2 separate regions of the Gossypium hirsutum genome follow, and region 1 is linked to region 2. A link is a contact called in public Hi-C data. All regions are on one chromosome and are shown on one strand. The core of a region is the stretch at or near the end of the contact, and the rest is flanking DNA. Distances in the headings are between cores, read along the strand shown.

Region 1 (4,521 bases), core at 1,798-4,297, 900 kb after region 2:
TTTTGAAATCTGAAAAGTGAATAAAAGTAGAGGGACTAAATTCCAAATATACAATGAGTACAGGGACTTGGAGCAAATTGTAACCTTTATATCCATTAACATCTAAAAAGAAATAAATAATTAGCATCACATGCAATTCACTGATACCTTATCAAAAGGTTTACTTGCTTCTTGGTCATGCTTGCAAGAAGGTGCTGGCATTTCATGTGAAGCAGTCTCAGACTGAAAATTTCAAGTAAAAATGGTTACTTGTCTCCAAAATAAGATAAAACGTGATTTACTACCAAGCAAATAATAATGCCTCAAAAATTTGCACCTCGTTTTCTAGCTTATTATCCACTTCAACAATCACTGATGCAGATATACTGGGATTGCCAATACTCTTGAAATTTTCCCCCCACATGCCAATCTGGTGGATAGGCTGATAGGTACCCATTATTCTTGAAGGCACAAACTGGGTGGATGGAAAGTCCATGCTTCTGGAATTGATAATGGTGGCAGCTTTTGTACAAGTTAGATTGATATTATAGGCATTGAGAGCTTAAAGTCTGGATAGAAACAAGACATAGGTATGTATAAGCTTGGGGAGAAGCACAAAACGAACAGGCAACAAAGAATATAATTATAAAAGCTAATCACAAAGATGCTGCGTATTTGAGGACAACCCCAATCGGATAAATGGCATTTTCAATTGAGAATCACCCTTTGATAAATCAATAGATTTAACTAAAGGAGAAAAGCATGTTCAAAAACATATTTTATTTCCTAAATATCATACTGACAACAAGCTCACTAGAATCAATTATCTCTTTGAGAAAGCAAATAAAAGAATTTCATGAAAGAAAAATTAGAAGGAAAAAAAAAACATTCGTGATTTAAATCAAAAGTAACGATTGCATTAGTCCTATTAGAATTAGGGAAATAAAAAGCTTCGACTAAAATATAGAACTCATCTATGTACGAAAAATTGGAAGAGAAATGGTAGATTTTCAAGATTAAAATTGTAAGCAAATCTTGTTAAAAATGGTCCCCATAATGGTACAGATAGAATAAACCATCAAAGAGAGTGTAACCAGTCTTAGTGACCTCTTCAATGGCACCATTGAAGTTTATTTAAAGAATTCAACATCTTATAAAGAAAATAACAGAAAATCCCTTACTCCCATCATGGCACTCAAACAAACATGGCATGAACGCAAGTGTAAACAACTAAATTGTAATTCCTAACTGTAAGAATGAAAAAGAAGTAAATGCTACCAACAAATAGAAAGAAAAATATCGCCCCAATCTAAACTTTGATTTTCAGCTTCAACTTCAATTCAAAAGAATCATTTAAAAGCTCCTATGCAAGTATCACAGCTTCAACAAACCAGGACACAGCTGCAAGCTCCTATAATCTTTCTTTCCGTTTCCCCCTTTGCATTACTTGTTCTATCATCAAGTTAAAGTTCCCACTCCCTCCCCAGTCTAATTCAGTCATAATAACCTTTGAAGATACTTAATACCGTGCATCGGCAATTAGACCCTTTTATTTGGACATATAGAAGCCTAACAGTTAAGGAAGATAAAGCTATGCTGCATAGTAGGATCGGCAACAGCATTGATTGCTGTGCAAGGTCACAGATAATAGAGAATAGTTAGTAAAGGATGGACAATGACATCTTTTTGTGCTTCCTCGGCCTGTTTATGATTCCACTAAAGAGCAATCAATTACGCAAAATCAACTTGAATTTAGTGCTTTCTTCTCAGAAAACACAGATTATTTGTATCCAAGTGTGAGAAAAGATTGAAAACCAATTATGATTCTCCTCTACCCAGCTCAGTCTTAAGCTGTCAACTGTTTTCATTATTGGAGCTCACTGTTCACTTGTCTCTTATGTTCATGGTGGACCTATTGCTACTCCTGTTCCTAGTCCTAAAATTCTTCGTTACCATCAAAACTAGCAAGATTTTCTTCCATAGGACCTTTCTTAATATGCACAAAACAAATAACAAAACTTGCAGAAAAAATAGTTTCTTCTGCTTCAAAAGTAGATTGCATAGCACTGAAACAATTGTAGATCCTAGCAAAATCGCAACAGGTTGAATAAAACAAAGAAGAATTCAAAGAAAACCCAAAACATTTAAATAAAATTATGCATAAGCATATGAATATGGATAAGGAAGAATTGCGAGCTTCTATTTGAGTCATTCAAAATGGAAAAAAGAAAAAAGAAAAAAGAAGCAAACCCCGAAAATCAAATCTGAAAGGAAACATGATTAATAATCAATATTTATCCCATCTATTTTTTCACCTCTGAACAAAAGTTCCACAAAAAAAAAATCATCCAAGATAGAGAAAAGAGAAATAAAAGATGCATAGCTAACAATTAAATGCTAAACCCAGAACCAATGAAATTAGCCAAAAAAGTAAATGAATAAAAATCCATTTCCTTAACCCCAAAAAATTTCAATACTTCTCTTAATTTACATCTTACATAAAAACAAAAATAACAGAGAAAACTCCAATTAAACCGAAAAAAAGTTTAATTCAAAGGAAAAACACAATACTTGAAAACACCCTGTGTTTAAACAACTTAACCAGTTTTTGAATGTTATATTTTTGTGTTATTTTTCTCCCCCAACTCTCCCGGAAACCAAACACCCACCAAAATTTTTCAAAAAAGAGACAAGAAGAAGAAAACGGAAAAACCAACCTTCTCGTTTGAAGGGTCGTTAGAAAGGGTTTCCCGCTAAAATTATAGGTCCAAAAACAGCACAAAAAAAAAAGAGTTGAAATTAAACAGGCAATGGCTCCTTCTTGTATCTGAAATCGCCCTCTGTCTCATCACTCCTAACATCAATCCTACAGAGAGCACCACACCTTAATACACCCCATTCAAACTGTTCCACCAATCTTTTATATTTTCTTTTTAAAATATTCTTTTTTTTTCTACTAATAATATTTTGTATTCTTCCGTATAAATTTCTTTTTCTAATTATCACTTTGCATTTTTCTGTGTGTTATCGTGATCTTACACAATATACTGAGTCGACAGCAATACCATTAACAATTTTTACATTATATTAAAAAAAACAAATTTATTAATTATTAAAGAATTGCCCATCTTTCCACTATCGCTAATGTGCGCACCAGGTGGCTTCTTATCCCACGCACCCCTCCCTCTTAACCTACGCTTATCCTTCTTCCCTTCCTTGTCTTGATAACTCACGTCATTTTTCCCGGCGAAATTTGTTTTTGTTTTTGTCTTTAGTGGGAAGTTAGGTTTAAGCGCTTGGTGAGAGCGTGGGAGGGAAATTCAGGCGAAGTGGTTGACGCGTGCGTGTAACCACCTCACAAGGAGCGTGGAAAGTGGTTTTAAAGTTTTTTGTTTCGATTTTATGCTTTTGGTGGTGGGATGGTAACGGCTATTCCATTGAGAAATTCGGGGGTAGGGACGGGTAACGAAAAGAATATGTGAGCTTATTAATATTTGATATACTGAGATTCTCTAAGGACAGTATTGGAAATTTAAAATAAAAAAGAATTTGAATCTTCTTGGAAGAATAACGAACATGTTTTGCCCATTTCTAAAATATATAAGATGGATGTGCAGGAAGCTTTGGTATACTTACTTTAGACTCAAGTTTAGGGTATTTTAACATCAAACTTTGTAGGTGAATATATTATAGATGAGTTTTTTTCTGTTGTTATAAATTCACTTTAGCACTCTTTTATTTTTAACTATTATATTTATTTAAAATATTTAAATATGTATTAGAAATAGTGCCATAAATATAGAAACTAATGTGTATTTAAAAATAATATACAATAAGTCTGCTTTTTAGCATGTTTCTGTCTATCGTCGTTGGCAGGTTCTTGCTTGTAGGTTTATGTTAGTTTTATGGTTCTCTTGAAGGATCTTGACGGCACTATTTGTATCAGGGGTTCTAATTTTATTATCTTCGCCGATTCGCTAGTTTAGTGGTAGATATATTTCAATGAAAAGAGATTTAGCTGCGTTGTCTTTGGATGATGAGGAAGAGGAAATTATACATATTCAAAAAGAGCTTGATTTGAGTATGGAGGAAGTTGAATTTTGTTTAGCGGGGTGTTTTTTAACAACAAGCGTTATACACTTTCCAGCAATGAAGAGTATAATGGCAAATTTCTGGCATCCGGTAAAAAGGGTTCAAATCTTGGATCTAGCGGAGAAAAGATTTTTGTTTAGATTTTACTATAAAATGGATCTGGAGAGGGTACTTAAGGGGTCCCTGTGGACTTTTAATAATCATCTGTTGATTTTGTACCATTTGAGGGATAATTTTTTGGTACAAATTCATGAAGTACCCCGGGGTTTTTCTCTGAAGTATTGGCAAGGAAAATTGGAGATTTTCTTAGAAAATTTTTAGAGTATGATAGTTCAAATATAAGGAAGAATTTGCTCTTATCTCAGTTTTAAATATGAACAATTGACTCTGTTTTGTTTCTTTTGTGGACGGTTAGAGTATAGTGATTTTTTTTTTCATTCTACTATGGAG
Region 2 (3,911 bases), core at 50-2,549:
AGTCAAATATCTGCCTAGCTGGTTTTAAATCTCCAAGCTTAACATATCCATCCAGCAAAGATGTAAATGCAATAATATCAAGGCGTGAAATCCCACTCTGCTCTACAATCTTTTGAGCAATTTGAACCCCACCTGACTTTGCATACATTGAGATCAAGGCATTTCCTACTGGCCCATATGTATTGAAGTTGGTGCTAGCAATACGAGCATGGATTTGTTTCCCAAGTTTCAACATCTCAAGGTTGGCACAAGCTGATAACGCATTAATAAACGTGAATTTATCAGGAAGCAACAAAGAATCCCTCAGCATATTACTAAATGTACATAAAGTATCAAAATCATGCCCAAGTTGATTGTAACCTGCAATCATCGAATTCCATGTCACTATATCTCTTTCACTCATCCTTTCAAATTGTCCACGTGCAAGATCAACTCGTCCATGCTGCATATGCAACGAAATCATAACATTCCAACTCGATGTGTTCCTATATTCCATCCTATCAAAAATAACTCTTGTCATCATTGGATCACCAGACTTAGCATACATATTTAACAAAGAGTTAACTACACTAACATAACTACTAAGCCCAAACTTGACGACGAGAGAATGTACCTCTCGACCAATATCTAAAGCTTTAATAGCAGCGCATGATGCAAGAACACTAGTAATCGTGTATTGCGTTGGTATTACTCGTTCCTTAATCATTTTATCAAACAATTTTATGGCACTTTGAAAACGACCCATCTGATTGTACCCCATAATAATCGTGCTCCAGGAAACAGAATCACGATCCGGTATCTTACGAAAAATTTCAGTAGCTTCAGACATTTTAGCCCGTCTGGAATAAGATGATAAAAGGGTATTCCACGTGAAAATAGTTTTGACAGGCATTTCGTCGAACAATAACTGAGCATCGGAAAAGCACCCAGTTCTGGAGTAAAAATTCATGAGATTGTTGAGTAAGATGACACTAAAGTGAAGCCCAGATTTGATAACTCGGGCGTGGACCAATTTCCCGGCTAAGAGGTCATTGGATTTGAGGCTTTCTTGGAGGAGACGAGCGTTGTGATATGATAAAGAGAATGGGTCTGGGATGTTCATTTAGTTATCGTATTTGAAGAATAAATTCAATTAAGAATAATTACAAGGTTTTGGTTTTGGTTTTGGTTTTGGTTTTGGTTTTGGTTTAAATTGAATGTTTCTAATTCATTGAGACTTGACCTTCCAAAAACAAAAAAAGCAACTTCTTCTTTGTAACATGGTGTCATTTCGACCCGAGCCCACTTTCAGGGTTCTCAACGGTTCGGGATTCGAAAAAAGAGACCGGGAATAATGAACTCGACGTGAATCGAACCTGCAACCTTCTGAACTGAAGACTACCATTGCGCCACGACCACGGGTGGTAACAAAAGCAGGATGGCTTAAATTAAAAAAATATAGTGTCTGCATATTTGAAGCATACAGCAAAAGAATGCCATTTAATAGTCAATTTTCGTTACTGGAATGCTTGAAATCATGTTATTCAGATCTTTTAAAATAATTTATATAATACTTGTGTTTGTTTTGCAATATATATAAATATCAAGTATATGCTTCACAAAAATTTAAAGCATATTGAATTTTACTAACATGTTGCACATAAATTATTAAATTATTGATTTTTATTAATTTTTCACTTATAAATTATTAAACTGTAAATTTTTATATTAACCAATGTTACTCAAAATTTGTAAGTTAAAATATTCCCTTTTCGAAATCATATATACAAAAGTAAGGTTTTCTTTGAAATGACATTATTGGTTATCCCACATCTAAACGGTTTTTAATATTATAAACTTACATAATTTTCATTAAAACTACAAGTTATGTTTATGCAAGGAAATGTGCAAAAATTACGTTGTTGTTTCCTCCATTTAAGATAAAACATCCATATTTAAGCAAAAAGTAATTATAAATTATTGCCTAAGTATATGAAAGAAAATAAAAAGGAAATATTTACATTTATATATTATATTAATAAATTTAATAATTTAATTATTGAAATATTAATAGTAAATAATTATAAATATCTATATATATAATAATTAATTTGTCGTTTTTCCTATGAGATGGATCGATAATATAACAAAAATGACAATTATTTAAGTATTTCTTTATGCAACTTGGATTAAGAGATAAATTAGTAATTAATAGTAATTTATAATATTCAAAAGCATTAAATTATACATATTATGCACATTTAAAGATTTTTGGAAAAGAAAAAAAATGCTCTCGTCTTCTTCGGTTTCTACTGCAGACAGGAATGAAGAAGGTGATTCTCTTCTTGAGGATTCTAATACAAAGAAGGTTCGATTTAAGGAGTCGGACATGATTCCTGAAGATGTGATGGTTGTAGAGCCATAACCAATGCCTTCTATGTCATGGAAGGATATGCTAGTGGGGAAAGAAACTATTGTTCAAAATAATACAAGTGATGGTCAATTTTTTGCTGATAATTTCTCTCTCACAAAGCAGAATGTCAAGAAATCTTTTGTTGATGGTGTTCCTTCCATTGATTTCTTGGAGAGAGTATATCAGCTTTTGGAAAAGGAAATGTTAACCTCTGTGGTACTCAAAATGTTGGGACGAAACCTTGGTATCATGACTCTGCATAATAGATTACATGGGATTTGGAGACTGTCTAAGCCTTTTCAATTAATGGATATTGAGAATGGTTACTTTCTTGCAAAATTTCAGAGCACTGACGACTATGACAAGATTCTATCTTAGGGTCCGTGAGTTATTTTTGGTCATTACCTAACCGTCCAACCCTGGACGATCGATTTCAATCCTAGTTTACCTTACCCTAATATGGTCCTCGCATAGATACGTTTTCCTGGTCTTCCCAATCATTTATACAAAAAACAGATTCTTACGAAGATTGGGGGAATGATAGGTAAAGTAACAAAATTAGACTTTAACACAGGTAACAGACCGCGAGGTTGTTACGCTCGCATGGTAGTTTATGTCAATTTAAGGCGACCATTAATCTCTAAGATTCTCAACAATGGTAGCCCTCAAAGGATCGAGTACAAAAACCTACCTGTGGTTTGCTTTAATTGTGGTTGCTATGGACACGCCAAGGAAACTTATCCATCAGTTCGCACAATCCCCAGGGGCGAAAGAGAAGGGTGAGACGTCAGAAATAAATTCTGTAATTCCTGCAGTGGTTGGAGAAAGAGACTATGGTCCCTAGATGCTGGTGGAGTTGAAGACCAAGTGTGGCACCTTGGATGGGATCAAAAAGGGAAACAATTTTAAAGGGGAGAAAAATATAGGATCATGTTATCAATCACTAATAGACTTGGAGATGATTGCAACGGAGGAGGAAATCAATAAGAAAACTTAGAGAGATTTGAAGAAAAAAGGGAAAGCTATTTTAATTAGTCCTCAAGAAAAATCTTCAATGGGTAAAAAATCTGCTAATGATTGCTCTAAAAAATTTAATCTCGGCCTACCGATGGGGAAACATTAAAAGGGTCAGGCCTATGACCCTAAGGCCACTAATCTCGTGAATGTCCATATCATGGGTGGGATTAAAACGAGCTTGGTTCTGTAGGCTTCTTTGGCTATTAAATAATAACTTCTTCTACTAGTAACCAGCAGGCCTTTAGCAATTTTTGCTTTGGGCTGCAGCAAGAGGCCCAGGTTTTAAAAGAAGTTGTAGCAGATCTTTCTAAGCCTTCAAGTGCTTTGCACTTTCCATGCCTAGTGCTAGAGAAAATATTCGACCTCTAAATTCAGGTAATTCTGTCTCTTTTTTTCCTTTAGTTTCAAATTCACAGAATGTTGTTGATGCAAACCAAGTAAAGGTGGACCCTCCTTTTTCTTTACAAAAGCAAGCAGAACATGTAGTGCACTTTAATCCTAC

Evidence for each region. Hi-C and Micro-C count contacts between places; a contact is called where the count stands out from the background.
Region 1: a Hi-C map of leaf shows a contact between it and region 2, with 6 times the contacts expected there. The contact joins the promoter of LOC107926061 here to the promoter of LOC107945516 in region 2. A contact is called at or near these places in 15 of 34 Hi-C or Micro-C datasets (callus, fibers, hypocotyl and 3 more).

What each region holds. Positions count from the first base shown.
Region 1 is chrA12:55,108,427-55,112,947 of Gossypium_hirsutum_v2.1, forward strand. LOC107926061 (transcription factor TGA1) reads right to left here and starts at 3,048. Exons shown (of 9, transcript XM_016856871.2): 1 at 2,697-3,048; 2 at 317-548; 3 at 148-222. The coding sequence starts at 475.
Region 2 is chrA12:54,212,675-54,216,585 of Gossypium_hirsutum_v2.1, forward strand. LOC107945516 (pentatricopeptide repeat-containing protein At2g22070) reads right to left here and starts at 1,300. Exons shown (of 2, transcript XM_016879562.2): 1 at 361-1,300; 2 at 1-252. The coding sequence starts at 1,102.